2 separate regions of the Mus musculus genome follow, and region 2 is linked to region 1. The links are chromatin contacts, called in public HiChIP or PLAC-seq maps. All regions are on one chromosome and are shown on one strand. The core of a region is the stretch at or near the end of the contact, and the rest is flanking DNA. Distances in the headings are between cores, read along the strand shown. Region 1 has its middle 19 kb from the start of Gm41991. Region 2 holds the start of Pex2 (peroxisomal biogenesis factor 2).

Region 1 (5,173 bases), core at 1,050-3,549:
TCAGAAACCATATGAATGAAAAAGAAATTAGGCTCATATCATATAGCATTTTTAAACTCTCTATATACTCTCAGGAAGACTTCCTTGTTGTGCATAATTCATTAACTTCAAACTTGAATAAAGCCATTAGTTAAGCCAATTAGCTCAGCAAGTATTTAAGGTCCACATGAGAAGCACTGGAAAGCATTCCGATGCAGGCATTATATTTAGCATTCAATAAATACAGAAATAATTCTCCAAAGAACTCATAGAGAATAAAAACAGAAATACTCTGGGGTGAGGCATAGGTCCAGAGTGAAAAAAAAAATTGCCCTTTCCTGGAAAGGTTTCAAAGGAACGTAGGCATAATAAAGACTACATTTATCCCACAATTAAAGTTATTGAGGATTCCTAGGAAGGAAAAAGGGAAATTTGAGAGCACTTTGAACACACACACACACACACACACACACACACACACACACACACACATCACACATATAGACAAACTCTATTAGATTCAGCCACTGAGGAAGAGAATGAGGCAAAGGCACCAGCTGGTCTTTAACCTCAATCTCTGTAGTTCTTTCTTATATACTGTAGACTTGTATGATTGCACAGGGCTTTCTTAAACAGTATTCTGTGTCACTACTATGCCACAAGCTCCTCTCGCAATATCTATAATTCATGCTAAATAAGAACTCACGTGGTTGAAATTAATTTAGATTTCTTAGAGACTGAGAAATATTTTAGAATTCTCCAATGAGTTCAAATATATCAATATTAAATATGTTTCCTAGCTATTACATATTTTCCTCTCTATCTCAAATATTGATCTTGCTGTATTTGTAACTTGATCTATGGTATCCCAGCTGAATACAATCTTTATTAAAATGTATATTTAGAAAAATACCTGAGTGATATCCAGATCTGAAATTTGTGCCTCTGAATTTTATTCTCTTTTAAAATGGGAAGTCTGATTTTTGTCTAAAATCTGAAATAGTGATTTAATTCAAATGTTTTCTAAATTCACAATGGACGCAAACAACATTTTGTCAAAGATGATGGAGATATTGGCCTTGAGCCTTTGGGAAGAGACCACAAGTGAGGTTTTGTCTATGACAAGAATACCAATTATGGTTGAAATACAGGTGTAGTTATTTTATTAATATAAAATATAAATCGACTAAGGGCCATGCAATTTTAAAATTCCTTTAACATTAGGCATGTAGTTGAAATCAAATATATTTTCTTCTGGGTGAATGGATGCAAAGGATTTGAAAGTTCCTTATGCTGTAATGTGGAAGATCAAAACTACTAATCTCGTGGCTCCAAAAGCAGAATTGATACACACATGACGTATAGAGAAATGTTTAGTTTCCCCGTTTCCTTCTCCATTTGAAACTTCTACATCATGTCAGATGGATTGAATAGCTGTTTTGGATTTGGATTTCTCAAGTGCACTGTGTAAAATTTATATGAGCTATGTTTCAGTAAGTTTGGAAATTTAGCTAACTCTCTTATGGTTCCCAATCTTGTGTGTAACAACCAACACACAAATGAACTCAACAGTATCTTTGAAGGTTTGTTGTTGTTGTTTTGTTTACTTGTCTTATAATGTTAAGGTTAAGTCAGTGTGATTTGTTTGTTTGCTTGATTCCTTAATTTCTACATTACAAGTCCTTTGTGTATATACGATGGCTTATGTTTCGGTGTTTTTATGGTATTCCTCATATATACACCTCCTCATTCTTGTTCAGTTTTGTAGCTTTTGTTCCACTAATTATTATTTCATACATATCTGTACATCTATATACATATATATTTCTAAATATAACCCAGTCTAGATAATATTACTTGTATGTGGGTTTTTACTACCACTTATTTTTAAATTTTAATTGGTATGTATTAATTTTTCCTCTTTTTTCTTTGTTTATAAATAATTGTTCTTTATAAATTTTACATACTTTATTTACAACTGGGCTCCATAAAGTTTTCAAATATTCAGGGAATATTATATTTCAGTTTTGATTTCTTAATGTAGTTGAGGATTCTGTTATAAGTGCTGATACAAAAGTTGTCTTTAGGTTTGAAATTTTCTTTTTTATTGGTTATTTTATTTATTTTCATTTCAAATTGATAATCAGGACATGGAGTCTGGCAGAAAAGGCTTTGTGCTTCTGTTCACACGTGTTACCTGTTCTGTAGCTGTAGACAACCCATTCAGAGAGCAAGCCCAGCAACTTTAGCAAACACTGCCCTTTCCCTGGCTTCTGTCATGGACACAACCTGGAATGCTGCCAGGAGAGGGCACACAACAGAGCCTAGTAGCAATGATTCTCTGCTTCTTTAGATCAACTTATTTAATATCTGGACAAAATACAAGAAGAAGGGAAAATTATCCCTTTAACACAAATAGCTGTATATTGTACTTACACTAAATTGTAAATTTAGGTTTTCTGATTTATTCACTCACACTTTCTTGTTCTAAAAATTGTCATATTATTAAAGTTGTATGATTAAAATATAAGCTAAATTATTTTAAAACCTAGATATTTTAATGTACCATACAATACATTTATTTCAGTTCTGTACACAATGGTATCCCTGTTTCCTTCAAAACTCTGACCATATGTTTTTTGTTCACCTTTCCACTCTGATCATTTTCTGTGATCCTATGCATGAACCTTATCCATAATTTCTTCATCTAAAACTATTTTCTATTTATTATAGTGGCTCTCTTATTGTCTTCCTCGGGATAGGGAGTGAGCTGACTGATGGTTAGAAAGTTAGCTGAAGGAACCCTCTATTTTTCTCTCTTTATAAACCTTTCTCCCTTAATTCCTTCTAAACTCGTGAGCATAACTAAGTTGTACCCACATACTCGTTTCCACAACAACACATACCTGGCCCATTTCTGTACTATCATGTCCACAGGACACGATCAAAGTTTCTCATTAGAATTCAATAGATAAGACTGTGTATAAAGTCATGTGCTCATTATGCATGGGAAGTTACTAGTCAAAATATTCCACTTATCTTTTCTCCATAACATCTTCCTGCTAGAAACATAAAAACACATAGAGTTACCATTCCAGGGATTCTGAGAAAATTAAATTATTTTAACCTCTTCCTTTTTGTGCTTCCTGGAGGGGGAAATAGCTGTGGCATCAACAAAATATGGTCCTTTTTATTAATGCATTCACAACTATAAAAATGATAAACATTCACAACAGGAGACAAGTAATGGCAACAGAAAATAGACATAGAATCTTTTTAGCTTGAAATACTGTATTGGTCATACACCCAGACCACAGGGAAATAAATGTAGCTGAAACATTAAATGGCATACTGAGTATATAATGCCCTTTGTTTATAATTTTAGACACTAAAGTATTCCACGTGATAAGTAATTCAGGAGGAACACCATGATTTTTTAAAATTTCTAACATTATCTGGCTTCACATTTTTAATAAAATTGTTTACTGGACCCTTCTATATTTCTATATTTCTCAGAGACAATGGGCATCTTCGTTAAATGTTAACTTGACATAATTTACACACTTACTGAACTTCTTTAAACAGAAACATTAAGTATCTTTAAAAGAGAAAATAGGGGCCAGAGGGATATCTTAGTGGTTTGTACACAGACACTGTTTATACCATGAGAAACATTGCTTGCTTTATAAACATTTCCTATGATAATATACTGGCAGTACCTTGACCTTGGCAGCTGTGTTGCATATTGCACAAGATAGTACTTCCATGTTAGTTAGACACTTCTTTAAAAAGAACCCATCATTGAGTTGTTCCATTCCTCCTTGTAGTGCCAGAGAAAGCTCAGGCAAACTTTGCATATTAGTAAGCTCACTTGAGATGACACATTTTACCTGATTGGAAATTTGGCAAGGTTTATAAGCTATCTTAATGTTTATTTCTCTGAAGTGTAGAGATAACAGTCACAGGGGAGTATTGACCAGGTATACAAGGTTACTTAAAACACTGAAATAGTTGCCAACATATAAAATTAGATGACACATATCCAGGGCAGGTGAGCCATCACTCAGCAGATAAAAGTACTTCCCACTAAACCGTGCAACCCAAGTTCACTCCCAAAGAGCCACATGGAAGAAAGGGAGAACAAATTCCTGCAGGTGGTTCTTTGACCTCATTACATGGGCTGTAGCATGCAGATATGCATGTGTACACACACTAAATAAAATATTATTTTGGAAAAAGGATATACAGAGAAAATTAGATTTTTCAAGTTCTTTCTAAACACTCAGAAGCTCTAACACAAGGAATTCCAACCAAGTGACCTTCTGTGTTCTTTCCAGATGGGCACTCTGGTGTCAGATACCTCTTACCAATATCTCAACTGTTCTTTGTTTGTTGTAGGTGAGGTCCACCTTATCCATTTCATCTGGTTAGAGAGTGCTGTTATTCACAATCACCCACCTAGAGCTGATTTAACTTATTCAAGAGTGAAAGTATTGACCTAGGTTCTTTACAGTGAGAAAAGAAAGGCGTGTCTCTTTGAATTCTTGCTCAGGCTTACATTGCTTTTTCTTCTACTACTTGTGTCTTAAAGCTGTACTGGGTATGTCAAGCTTGGTGGTAAGCACTTTTACCTGCTGAATCATCTCAACATCCCTCTATGTATATTTTCTAATATTACAACTCACATAGATCCGACTGAGTCTAATGACCAAATCCCATTAGCCACCACGTCACGCAGCAGTCACATTTGTGGACTCAACAGATTCAACCATCAAATAAAAAATGAGAGAGTAATTATATTAAAAGTCTGATTCTGAAATCTGCTTTCCTGGTACTGTGTACACATTTTGATGAAATGGCTGAACTTCATACAGAAATCCATAACCTCTTTTTATTTATAGGCTTACTCAAAAGTTCCTTAAAACTATTAGGATATTATTCTACAAATGCTGATATTAGCTTAAAATGATAGGACATTATGCCACACCAGGATATAAGAAGTGCATGTTCTGCAAACTTTATATGCCCCAGTACAGGAAACGCCAGGGCCAAAAAGTGGGAGTGGGTGGGTAGGGGAGTGGGGGGGGGTTATGGGGGACTTTTGGGATAGCATTGGAAATGTAAATGAGAAAGATACCTAATAAAAATATTAAAAAAAAAAGAAGTGCATGTTCAATACTGTTCAAACATCATT
Region 2 (5,173 bases), core at 900-3,399, 1.4 Mb after region 1:
CTTTGTACATCTGTAAGAATAATTCTTGGTTAAAATATTAATGTGTTGAATTTACAAATGCAAAATATGATATGCCTTGCTTATTATCTTCATAGTGACCAAACAGGTCCTTATTAGCTCCTAGAAATAGGCCATCTCTGTCTTCTCTTTGGCTTTTTTTCTCATTAACACTGTCTAGCAATATTCCTGGCCCAGGAATAAAGCCCAGCTCAGGTTTTTGTTCAATAAATGAGTGGATATGTTTTTAAGGCAAGTTTTAAAATAATAAAAACAAGTTTTCTGAAACTACTAGCTCACTACAAAGATTAATGAAGTACACTATATAAATATATCCTGATTTTAAATATTTTCAGCAGTAATTTTAAATGCTATGCTTCCTGGCATTCTTAAGAATCATCTAATATAATTCAAATTTCTCGTGCAGCTGGGATCTTTGTTATGGAGATACTGTGATGTGTGTTCATGAGACCTACTAAAACTCTTTGAACTAGAGATGCTTTCTGAAAATGTCTTCTCTAGCCATTATTGTGTGTGCACATGTGTGTGATGTGTTTGTTTATATGTAATTGCTATTGTGTGTGTGCATGTGCTTATATGGGGGAGACATAGTGAAGGATTCAAGAGCAGGTGATCTTTCCATTTGAGTATCTAGGATGAAATTTGTCCCTTCTGCTTGGCAGAAAGTACCTTCATTCCTGAGCCTTCTCCCTGGTCCCATTTTTATTTTATTTTTTTTTAATTTCACCTTTGTCCTCATAAAAATCAAGTGAACTAGGCAAGAAAATATGCAGTTGTCTTCCCAGCACATAGCAGCTGAGACAGAAGTGCTTTGAGGCCAACCATAGAGCTACATTGCAAAAGCCCGTATCAAAAGCAAAAAACACCAAAACCTAAACAGTCTATCACAGCCTACCTTGGGCTACCTTCCTACACAACTAAGTCAAAGCCTTGCTCTTCAAAGAGAATTCACTATTTTGAACAACAGCTCCCTACATAATAATAGGAACCCCATTACTTTAAATTTTTTGGAACACTTTCAATATAATGGCCAATGCATCAAATTGATGAGTATTTTGTATCCCTTTAAGCTGTCTTAGAATCGTGTCCATACCTTACAGTTAGAGTAGGCTGTATTTCAAACCAATCACAAGAAGATAGTGGTCACCATGGGGTGGGTATACTGGTGCATCTCTAGACACATCCCTGCAGTCCCTATCTGTATTCCATACCTACTGTAGCAAACTGGAGCTCCTCCTACAGTGTTTTCTACACTGTCAGGTTACTTGTTAAAAAGGGATTTGTTTGCTTTCTTTGTCTTCCACCCAATTTTGCTCCCAAGTTCTCCTTTAATATACTCCAGATACTAAGGTTTTTTTGTTTGTTTTGTTTTTTTAAAAACACACATTATTTAAAAAACAAAAAACAAAGAATCAGAATTGTACTGAGTGCATGATTCTGAGGTTCTTATTACCGCCTCCTTTATGCTGTCCATGTGTCATGCACAGAACTCTGATGCTCTGGGTAATTTCTGAAACAAAATACAATGAAAAGTTTTGGGGCATTGGAGACAATTGTATTTTTGTATCACTACCTCCACGAGCCTGGGGATGCAGGCGGGGTTGGTAGCATTAAAAAGACTTTACAACTTCGGTAGGCTCTACCTGATTTCCTAAGTACCTCCCGACCAACCCACCCAGCCAAGGCCATTCTAGCTCCTTGTCACTGGCCTGCCTCCCATCGGGTGGCCTGCAGCCTCTGCCCCAGTGGCTGCCCGATGGGGACCTAGTGTGCTGCCACACATCTGGGGACAAGGTCAGACCGACAACCGGGAGGACCCAAGGTCAGTCCCCGGCCCTCAGGTGCGCAGGCGCCGGGTCGCCAGCCGGCGGCACTTGTCCAGCGGCCGTCAGCGGCGTCCTTGGGCCCAGAGCCTGCCCGCAGAGCCCAGACCTCCCTCTGGGCCGGGACAGCAAAGCCTCTTCACGCCCGGCCCTGACCCCGCGCTGACCGCTCGGTGACGCTTCTGCCAATCAGAGGCAGCTTTGCGGACCAATCCCAGTGCGTGGAGTGTCCTCTTGGGCGTCTCTTCCCTTCGTCCCTTCGTCCCTTCGTCTCTTCGTCCCTTCGGCTCCTCGGCATTTTCCGTGGCCAGGCCTTATCCGGCTTTCCTCAGACCCGGTGTTGCTTCTGGGTGTAATTCCCCGCTCTCTCTTCAGCCACTTCCGGGTCTTCCGTCGCTCCGGAAGCCCGCAGATTCCGGAAGTGAGGGCGACCCAGATGCGGCCACGGAATGCCCAGCTTTCCGGAGATTGTTTGAGAAACGGCCGTGCGGCGCCCGGGCGTCCCGCAGACCCCGCAGGTCAGTGTCCGCTCGCAGCCGCCCCGCCGTAGGGCGCGCGGGCCGCACGCTCTGCGAGGACGGCGTCGCGAAGCTTGCCTTGGCTGCAGGCCGCGGTGGCTCAGTCTGTCTCGGTTCCGCAAAGGCGGTAAAGCAAGCCAGACGCCTAGTTTTCCTCTAGTTTAACGCTGTCACGCAGACAACGCTTCTGCCTCTGCACGCCCCGCGGCGACGCTGCAGACAGCCCGGAAAGCGCCTCCTCGCCTTTAGAACAGTACTAGATTGAGTGCTTTAACTCTTAAATAAGAATCTCTTGTAGTTTATGAGTTTTTCAGTGTTTTGGACTTTCAACGTTTCCAACAGCCCATTCTTGGTCTTCGTGGCAAGAGTTATGGAAGGTTTTCTTACAAGTTAGTTTCTGACTTACATTGCAATCCATTGGTTTGCTATAAGGAATGTTATAATCATTTCTCTTCTTTGTGGGGAGTCCTTAAAAGTCTTTGTTGGTTCAGTAGTTTATTCACGTGCCATTTTTCACACAGCAACACTTAGCAAAAGAACTTTTCACGGATTGAAACTTTCCCAGACTATCGGTTTCAAATATTCTGTGGGACCCTTTGCCACATTTTTCATCTTGATTATTTTAGATAATTGGTGTATGACTAAGGACCCCCATCCCGACCCTTACCAGTTTGTAGTCAAAACACCCTCCAGGAATGTGTGGCCTTTAGTTAAACCTGAACAGAATGGATTTGGAGTAGCTTCTTTCTGTTACTGTCTTGATCCTTTTTGTACTATCAATTACTTGTATCCAGAATGAGGAGAATTGAAAAATGAGTCAGAATTAGTAGGAAAAAAGACCCTCCCCCTTTTTTTTCTTTAAAAAGTAAAGAAACTGAGCATACTAGGCCACTAACATGAAAAGAATTAAGTTCTAGTCTTGATTATAGTTTGCTTCTGCCCAGCTCTACCTTTTGGACTAATTCTCTTCTTTAGTAATTAGAGGTAGCACTCAATCTGTGGCTTTAAAATTGTTCCATAAAAGAACTTTTGTAGAAATTTCCTGAAGCCATGCAGAGGAGAGACAAAGCAAGCCGGCTGTCAACTGTCGTTTAACAAGCACAGCTATTTATATGTTCTTTTACAACAGTGTTCCTGTAAGGATCTAGTTCACATCTTGGACCCGATGATCTGACTTGCTCCTCAGCATGAAAATTCTTCTTAGCACAATTGTTCATTGTTTTCAGTATGCATTCATCCGGTTATTCTGGCATCCTAAAGTTATGTATTCCTTATTTTTAAAAGGGACAAACATGGCAATGCTATCTTATTTTTTAAAAATAAGAAAAGTTTAATTCTGTCTTTTTGATCACTCATAATTCCCATTTCCCTTCCTACTGAATATCCTTGTTTTGTTTAAATTGAAGGTCTTCAAAGCCTTTGCATTAATTTTCTGTTTGATCCATTCAATATCTGAGCCTTGAAGGTATGTGAAGACTTGCTGGTCATGCCTTGTCTAGGAAAATTAGGGATCTAGCACTATATGATCTGCAGGGCATTAAGTAATTTTCAGGTTCCTATAGTACAAAGAAAGTCTGAGCTGTATCAGTTTTTATGTCAGAACCAACGTTCATTTGAGATTGCTTGCACCTTTCCCCCATTCTTGGTGAACCTGGTTGGACAACAGGAATGTAGGCTACGTAGTCCCTGTCTTCTTCCTGTGAAGTAAAGGTAACTTCTAAGTATTCTGTGGCCCTCCTGCGTGCCGTGAGAATGTGAGAGAAGCCTTGGGGAAAGCCTCAGCTGCTCCATCTCTCCTTGACTGTGAGCCTGGCAGCGATTTCAACTGAGTTTTATACATGGTAGTGGAGAAGGGGAGAGGAGTAGTCATCTCCTGGCCTTCCCATTGTGGACTGTGTGCCTTTCCAGCCCATTTCCTTCAAGACAGTCAAAAGTCCCTTTCTATAATGGGTTTTTTGTTTCTTGGTGGTTTTTTTTTTTTTTTTGTAGCTTTTTTTTTTCCTGTATTTATTATGTATTTTTATCAGAGCTCAGATTTCTTTCCTGAGTGAGTAAAGATAAAATACCACCCAATTGTCTTTCCGTCCTTATTAAAATGTATCAACCAGGAACTCCAAAGTAATTCTGTCTCTATCTTGTCTAACCCTTGTGTTTGGAGATGTGTTGGCATAATATCTACCTTACATACAATTCTGTATTCATAATAAATGATCAAACCACATTTTTTACCCAGAGAAGACTCTTTTTAGATTTGACATTCAGGCCCTTTGATTGAGTCCCTGACGGAATGTATAGGGGAGGGAATGTGGATGGGAGCTTGGGTGATTTACCACATTCCTTTAATTACTTTCTTCATCTGTAGTTTGGAGAGCTTAGTTATGAAATCTGTCTTTTGAATGATCCTGAGGAACAACAACAACAACAGCAAAAAAGCTAAGTTTATTGTCTACAAATTTTGGATTGATTACCAGCAATTTATTAATTGTTACTTGACCTTAAATTATATTTGTTTTAAAAGTAACATAATAACAGCTACTGTTTTAGACAGATTCCAGGACACAAAATAAAGGAAATATGTAGTGTCTGGTACAATTAGGTTTTACTTGGTAATTTCTTGTCCATACTTGATACCTTTTTGTTCATTTGGGGATATTTTCCCATTCTCTTTTACCATAAAAATTGCAGTTAAATCTATGTTCTAATAATTTTGAAGTCATTTGAAATTCTTCTCTTAAGCAAGTTGATCCAAAAACTCCCAGAATTTCTAGAATACTTTGAAGATGTGCTTTCTTCAGGTATTTCACCTGTCTGTGC

The links. HiChIP or PLAC-seq counts read pairs in DNA pulled down with a chosen protein or histone mark.
Region 2: a contact with region 1 is called in an H3K4me3 HiChIP or PLAC-seq map of stem cell-derived neural progenitor cells, with 7 times the contacts expected there. The contact joins the promoter of Pex2 here to the enhancer-like site in region 1. A contact is called at or near these places in 2 of 484 Hi-C or Micro-C datasets (adipose-derived mesenchymal stem cells and cranial neural crest) and 2 of 115 datasets of contacts at active chromatin or transcription factors (embryonic stem cells and stem cell-derived neural progenitor cells).

Annotation. Positions count from the first base shown.
Region 1 is chr3:7,020,942-7,026,114 of GRCm38.p6, reverse strand. No RefSeq gene overlaps it. Among named protein-coding and RNA genes, the nearest start is that of Gm41991, 19 kb to the left of the region's middle. Within about 2 kb of position 2,299, at least 1 of the 459 cell types and tissues checked has an H3K27ac peak or open chromatin away from gene starts, as enhancers often do.
Region 2 is chr3:5,573,224-5,578,396 of GRCm38.p6, reverse strand. Pex2 (peroxisomal biogenesis factor 2) reads left to right here and starts at 2,149. Exons shown (of 4, transcript NM_001267715.1): 1 at 2,149-2,359.